Regions from separate parts of the Macaca mulatta genome. Here region 2 is linked to region 1. The links are chromatin contacts, called in public Hi-C maps. All regions are on one chromosome and are shown on one strand. Each heading gives the region's core, a stretch centred on a gene start, on an enhancer-like site or on the middle of the called end of the contact. The rest is flanking DNA. Distances are from core to core; before and after follow the strand shown.

What was found. A called contact is a pair of places that touch in the nucleus more often than the background predicts.
Region 2: a Hi-C map of liver shows a contact between it and region 1, with 6 times the contacts expected there. The contact joins the promoter of ABCA1 here to the promoter of SLC44A1 in region 1. A contact is called at or near these places in 2 of 14 Hi-C or Micro-C datasets (fetal cortex germinal zone and liver).

The regions. Positions count from the first base shown.
Region 1 is chr15:53,130,463-53,133,162 of T2T-MMU8v2.0, forward strand. It overlaps SLC44A1 (solute carrier family 44 member 1), which reads right to left and starts at 1,284. Exons shown (of 15, transcript XM_077968385.1): 1 at 1,001-1,284.
Region 2 is chr15:53,463,830-53,466,529 of T2T-MMU8v2.0, forward strand. It overlaps ABCA1 (ATP binding cassette subfamily A member 1), which reads left to right and starts at 1,442. Exons shown (of 50, transcript XM_015117158.3): 1 at 1,442-1,668.

The DNA of each region.
Region 1 (2,700 bases), core at 34-2,533:
CCAGTAGTCAAGTTCTATTACATTTGATCCTCATACAGTTGTCTAAACATATCCACCCAGGTTAAGGGCTCGGATCCGAGAGAAGGAGGTTGGCGAAATTTGGATGGGGGCAGGGTAGAAGCTGGGAGAAATCTCTGCATCTCAGCCCTCAGCGACAACATTCAGCCAGTGCCCACAGAAAAACTAAATTCGGAACCTCTTCCTCCTGTAACACTGGCAACAAAGAGGGAGTTTCCGTAACGCTCCCGTCACCCACCAGGTGCCCAATCTCCTTCCCAGCCCAGAATCCGCGCTCCCGCAGGGGCCTCCGAGTGCTGGGAGGCCGCGGGGCCCGGGTCACGGCACCAAGGGGGGATGGGGTGCAAGCGAGCAAGCGAGGTCTGCGGAGCGGGCCGTGGAAGGGCTCCGGGACCTGCTGAAACATCTGAACCCAGCCGGGGGGCAGCAGGCAAGAGAAAAGGGACAGAATATCTAATGAAGCAGAAACCGGAATTCGGTGGAAGAGGTGAAGAGCCCTTGCTGGGGGTACACCTGCGAGGAGCACAGAAAACAGGCGACGGATGGCGGGGAGACTCCACGGAGGTGGAAGAGAGGAGCCAGGCCCGGAAGAACAGGGAAGGGGATGCCACCTGGGGCAGAGGAGGCGCCAGTGCAGCCTCTACCTGCCGGCTGGCGGGACGGGCCGCTCAGGTGTGACTGGCAGGAGGGGGCCGAGTGGGGAAGGGGCCGGGAAGAGCTGAGGGCGCACCAGGGGACGCGCAGAGGCGCCTGCGAGTCGGCAGCCGCGGAGCAGCGCGCGGGCATCGGCGGGACCGGGGAGCCAGCGCGCGGGCATCGGCGGCACCCGGGAGAGGGAAAGGCGGCGTGGGGGTCTTTGGACTGCACGGTGCGCTCAAGGGAGGCTGGGGACAGCGAGAGGTATCGGACGGCGGGCGCCCGCCGAGCGACGCGGCGCACGGGAGGCATCCGGGCGGGCGGCCGGGAGGCGGGAGCCCCTCACCTGCGCGGCGGAGGAGGCGGAGCTGCAGCAGCCCATGGCGGGGCCGAAGGAGCCCGGAGGCGGCGCCGGGCGCGCAGCTACGCCCCAGAGCCCCTCGGCATGCGAGCCGGCGGGCGCCCGGGGAGGGCGCGGCCTGGCCCCGCACGGCTAGGCGGCGGCGGTGGCTGCAGCGGCGGCTGGTACTCAAGAGGCGGCGCGGCTAGGGGCAGACACCGGCCACATCCCCCGGCGGCGGCGGCTGCGCGGCTCCTGCTCTGCTCCTGCTGCAGCAGCTGCTCCCCAGCGGAAAGGGGCGGGCGGCGGCGGCGGCGGCGCCTCCCTCCGTTCCCCGCCTCCCGCCTCCCGCGCCCAGTCCCTCTCCCGCTCCCTCTCCCGGGCCGCCGCCTCCTCAGCGCCGCGCGCGTCTCCCATCAGACTCCCCGCCCCCAGTGCAGCGCCGTGCGGGCGGCAGGGCGGCGGCAGCCAGAACGAGGCCGGGCCCTTCCGCGCGTGTCAGAGACTGCGCGGCGCCGGGCTTATTTAGCGGTGGCACCGAGGCAGCTCTCTGCCTCGAGGCTAGAGGGCAAAGCGGGCTGAGGCAGACGAAGACCGGGCCAACTCGCTGCCGAAAAGGGGCCTGATTGCTTCCGGACCCGGGACGCAAGCGAGACTGCTCCCTCTCCCTACTGGGCGCACAACTCAGGATCCTGATGGCTTCTTACCGCTCTGTCGGCTCTTCTTCAGAGGAAAGCGTACATAAGAAACCTTTCCTGGAGAAAGAGTAGGTGATAAGAAGGCTGGAAGAAAGAAGTATCTGTTGCTACTGTCCCCATTTTGCTGATGTGGAAACTGAGCTTTGAAAGGGACCAAGAACCTAATGAAATGTCCCCAAGGTTGAAATGGTAATAAATAGCCAGAAATGAGGAAAAGGCAAAAAGTTACCCAGGCTTGCAAGTCAAAGCCATACTGGATCTAAGCTAAACTTTCCTATACAGGATAGTCTACAAAAAACAAAAAGGGGACATTAATTTATATTAAAAATACCTATGACACACTAAGTTCCAGTAACTGGTACTGGCAATAAAGAGACGAACAAAAGAGACTTACCAAGTTACTGTTGCTAAATCAGTAAGACTAAAGGAAGCAGCAACAAGTTAGAGTAGACGTGGTCACTATCTTCAAGAAATTTACAGTTCCAAAAGAGTCGTTAGGAAATACAGTGTGAGGTGAAAACAGTTAAAAAGTGAAAGAAATTAAAGGTAATGACTAATGTTAAAAAACACATTTATCGGCCGGGCGCGGTGGCTCAAGCCTGTAATCCCAGCACTTTGGGAGGCCGAGACGGGCGGATCACGAGGTCAGGAGATCGAGACCATCCTGGCTAACCTGGTGAAACCCCATCTCTACTAAAAAATACAAAAAACTAGCCAGGCGAGGTGGCGGGCGCCTGTAGTCCCAGCTACTCGGGAGGCTGAGGCAGGAGAATGGCGTGAACCCGGGAGGCGGAGCTTGCAGTGAGCTGAGATCTGGCCACTGCACTCCAGCCTGGGGGACAGAGCGAGACTCCGTCTCAAAAAAAAAAAAAAAAAAAAAAAAAACACATTTATCAGGCACTGTTATAGCCTTCATATGTCATTTCATCTTGTCACAGAATGTCTCAAAAGACAGACACAGGAAAAAAAAGAAAAAAGAAAAACTTTATTTGCAAAGACGCAAGGGAG
Region 2 (2,700 bases), core at 192-2,691, 330 kb after region 1:
CCATGGTGCAAAGGGGCCATGCCACCCAGAGTTATGAGTACCTGGGACTCCAGAATTCCTTGCCTTGTGGCCTCCACGTGCACTTCCAGGGCCTGCTTGGGCCTCTTCTATGGGTCTGTCCTGAGTGTTGATAGAACCACTGATGTGGGTACCTGGGCTTGAGCTGTAGCCTGGAGATCCTGTTGACTGTAGCCTGGAGGGGGCTTGTGCAGCTGAGTGTCTGCATGCAGGTGGTGGGAGTTCTGGAATATAATGGAGCTGGAGGTGGGAAGAGAAGTAGGCTTGGGGCGCTCTCTCATGCCACCTCATTCTGACCAAAACTCAGGTCAAACTGTGGAGTCTAAACGTGAATCTACACAAGGTGGTTACAAAGGTATCTTTGTCAAGGCAGGAGACATTTAGTTTGTTGGCTTGATGGATGACTTAAATATTTAGACATATGGTGTGTAGGCCTGCATTCTTGCTCTTGCCTTTTTTTTTTTTTTTGGCCCCTCCAATGTTTTGGATGGTTTTGCTCCCTACAGGCAAAGGCAAACAGAAGTTGGAGGTCTGGAGTGACTACATAATTTTACACGACTGCAATTCTCTGGCTGCACTTTACAAATGTATACAAGCTAAATACAAGTCCTGTGTTTTTATCACAGGGAGGCTGATCAATATAATGAAAATTAAAAGGGGGCTGGTCCATATTGTTCTGTGTTTTTGTCTGTTTCTTTTTTTGTTTTTGTGGCCTCCTTCCTCTCAATTTATGAAGAGAAGCAGTAAGATGTTCCTCTCAGGTCCTCTGAGGGACCTGGGGAGCTCAGGCTGGGAATCTCGAAGGCAGTAGGTCGCTATCAAAAACTAAAGTCAAGGTTTGTTGGGGGGGGGGGGGAAACAAAAGCAGCCGGTTACCCAGAGGACCAGCCTAGGTCTTTGAAAGGTACCAAAAGACAAAATGATTGGCGTCCTGAGGGGGATTCCGTATGGAGCTCCCTCTCCCCCAATCCCTCCCTCCGGCTGAGGAAACTAACAAACGAAAAAAAGATTGCGGAAAGCACGATTTAGAGGAAGCAAATTCCACTGGTGCCCTTGGCTGCCGGGAACATGGACTAGAGAGTCTGCGGCGCAGCCCCGAGCTCAGCGCTTCCCGCGGGTCTTAGGCCGGCGGGCCCCGGCGGGGAGCGGGGGCGCAGACCGCGGACCCTGAGACACCTGATGCACCCTCCACCCCCACCCCACCCACCTCCTCCCAACTCCCTAGCAGCTTCACCGGCGGCTGAACGTCGCCCGTTTAAGAGGCGGGCCGCGGCTCCACGTGCTTTCTGCTGAGTGACTGAACTACATAAACAGAGGCCGGGAAGGGGGCGGGGAGGAAGGCGAGAACAGGCTTTGACCGATAGTAACCTCTGCGCTCCGGGCAGCCGAATCTATAAAAGGAACTAGTCTCGGCAAAAACCCCGTAATTGCGAGCGAGAGTGAGTGGGGCCGGGACCAGCAGAGCCGAGCCGACCCTTCTCTCCCGGGTTGCGGCAGGGCAGAGCAGGGCGGGGGGCTCTGCGCACCAACAGGACTAGTTCTCAGGGCGCTTTGCTCCTTGTTTTTTCCCCTCGTTCTGTTTTCTCCCCTTCTCCGGAAGGCTTGTCAAGGGGTAGGAGAAAGAGACGCAAACACAAAAGTGGAAAACAGGTAAGAGGCTCTCCAGTGACTTATTGGGCGTTATTGTTTTGTTGCGAGGCCAAGGAAGCTTCGGGAAGCTCTCGGTTTCGGGGACTTTGATCCGGAGCCCCGCATGCCCACCACTTGCAACCCAAATGGGACCCGGGGCGGCGTAAATGGGAAGAGGATGTCCTAGGACGAGCTCTGGCGACCCCAGGACTGCGCTGCTGCGCTCGGGACTCGCCCGGCGGTGGAGACTTGGGGAGCATCTCTGGGCGTGGAGACCCGGGCGCAGTACCCCGGGCTCAGAGGGGTCGGGGGTGCCCGGGAGTGCTGAGGTCGCTGCTGCCGGGTGGGGAGAGTTGCAGGTCCGGCACGGAGCGCTTCTTTGTTCGGAGGGGCCTGAGTTGGCTAGAAACCCCTCTGGTTGCGGGTCGGCCAGTACCTACGGAGACAAATGCCAGCACTGAGTTCTCACTTGGTTCTTAAGAAGCTGGTCTGTTCTGACCTGGGAATCTGCTGTATGCACCCCGGGACTGGAGCAGCGCGTCCTTTTTCCCGAGAACTCGAGTTGGAGGTGTCCCAAACGGGGTCCGTGGTGCTATTACTCACTAGAGGCCTTGGGGCTTTGTGACCTGAGGGGTAGGGAGGTCCTGCCTACAGTCTCGGTGCGCTCAGCCGAGCTGGTGTCCCTGGCGCAGAGCGCGGAACGAGTTTCTTTCTTTTCTTTTTTTCTTTGAGTCTTGCTCTGTCGCCCAGGCTGGAGTGCAATGGAGCGATCTCCGCTCACTGCAACCTCTGCCTCCCGGGTTCAAGCGGTTCTCCTGCCTCAGGCTCCTGAGTAGCTAGGATTACAGGCGCGTCACCACACCCAGCTAATTTTTGTATTTTTAGTAGAGACGAGGTTTCAACTTGATGGCCAGGCTGGTCTCGAACCCCGGACCTCAGGTGATCCACCGGTCTCGGCCTCCCAAAGTGCTGGGATTACGGGCGTGAGCCACCGCGCCCGGCCGAGTTTTGTTTCTTCTAAATACAAGACTTAGGAGAGCCTGCGGAAACCCG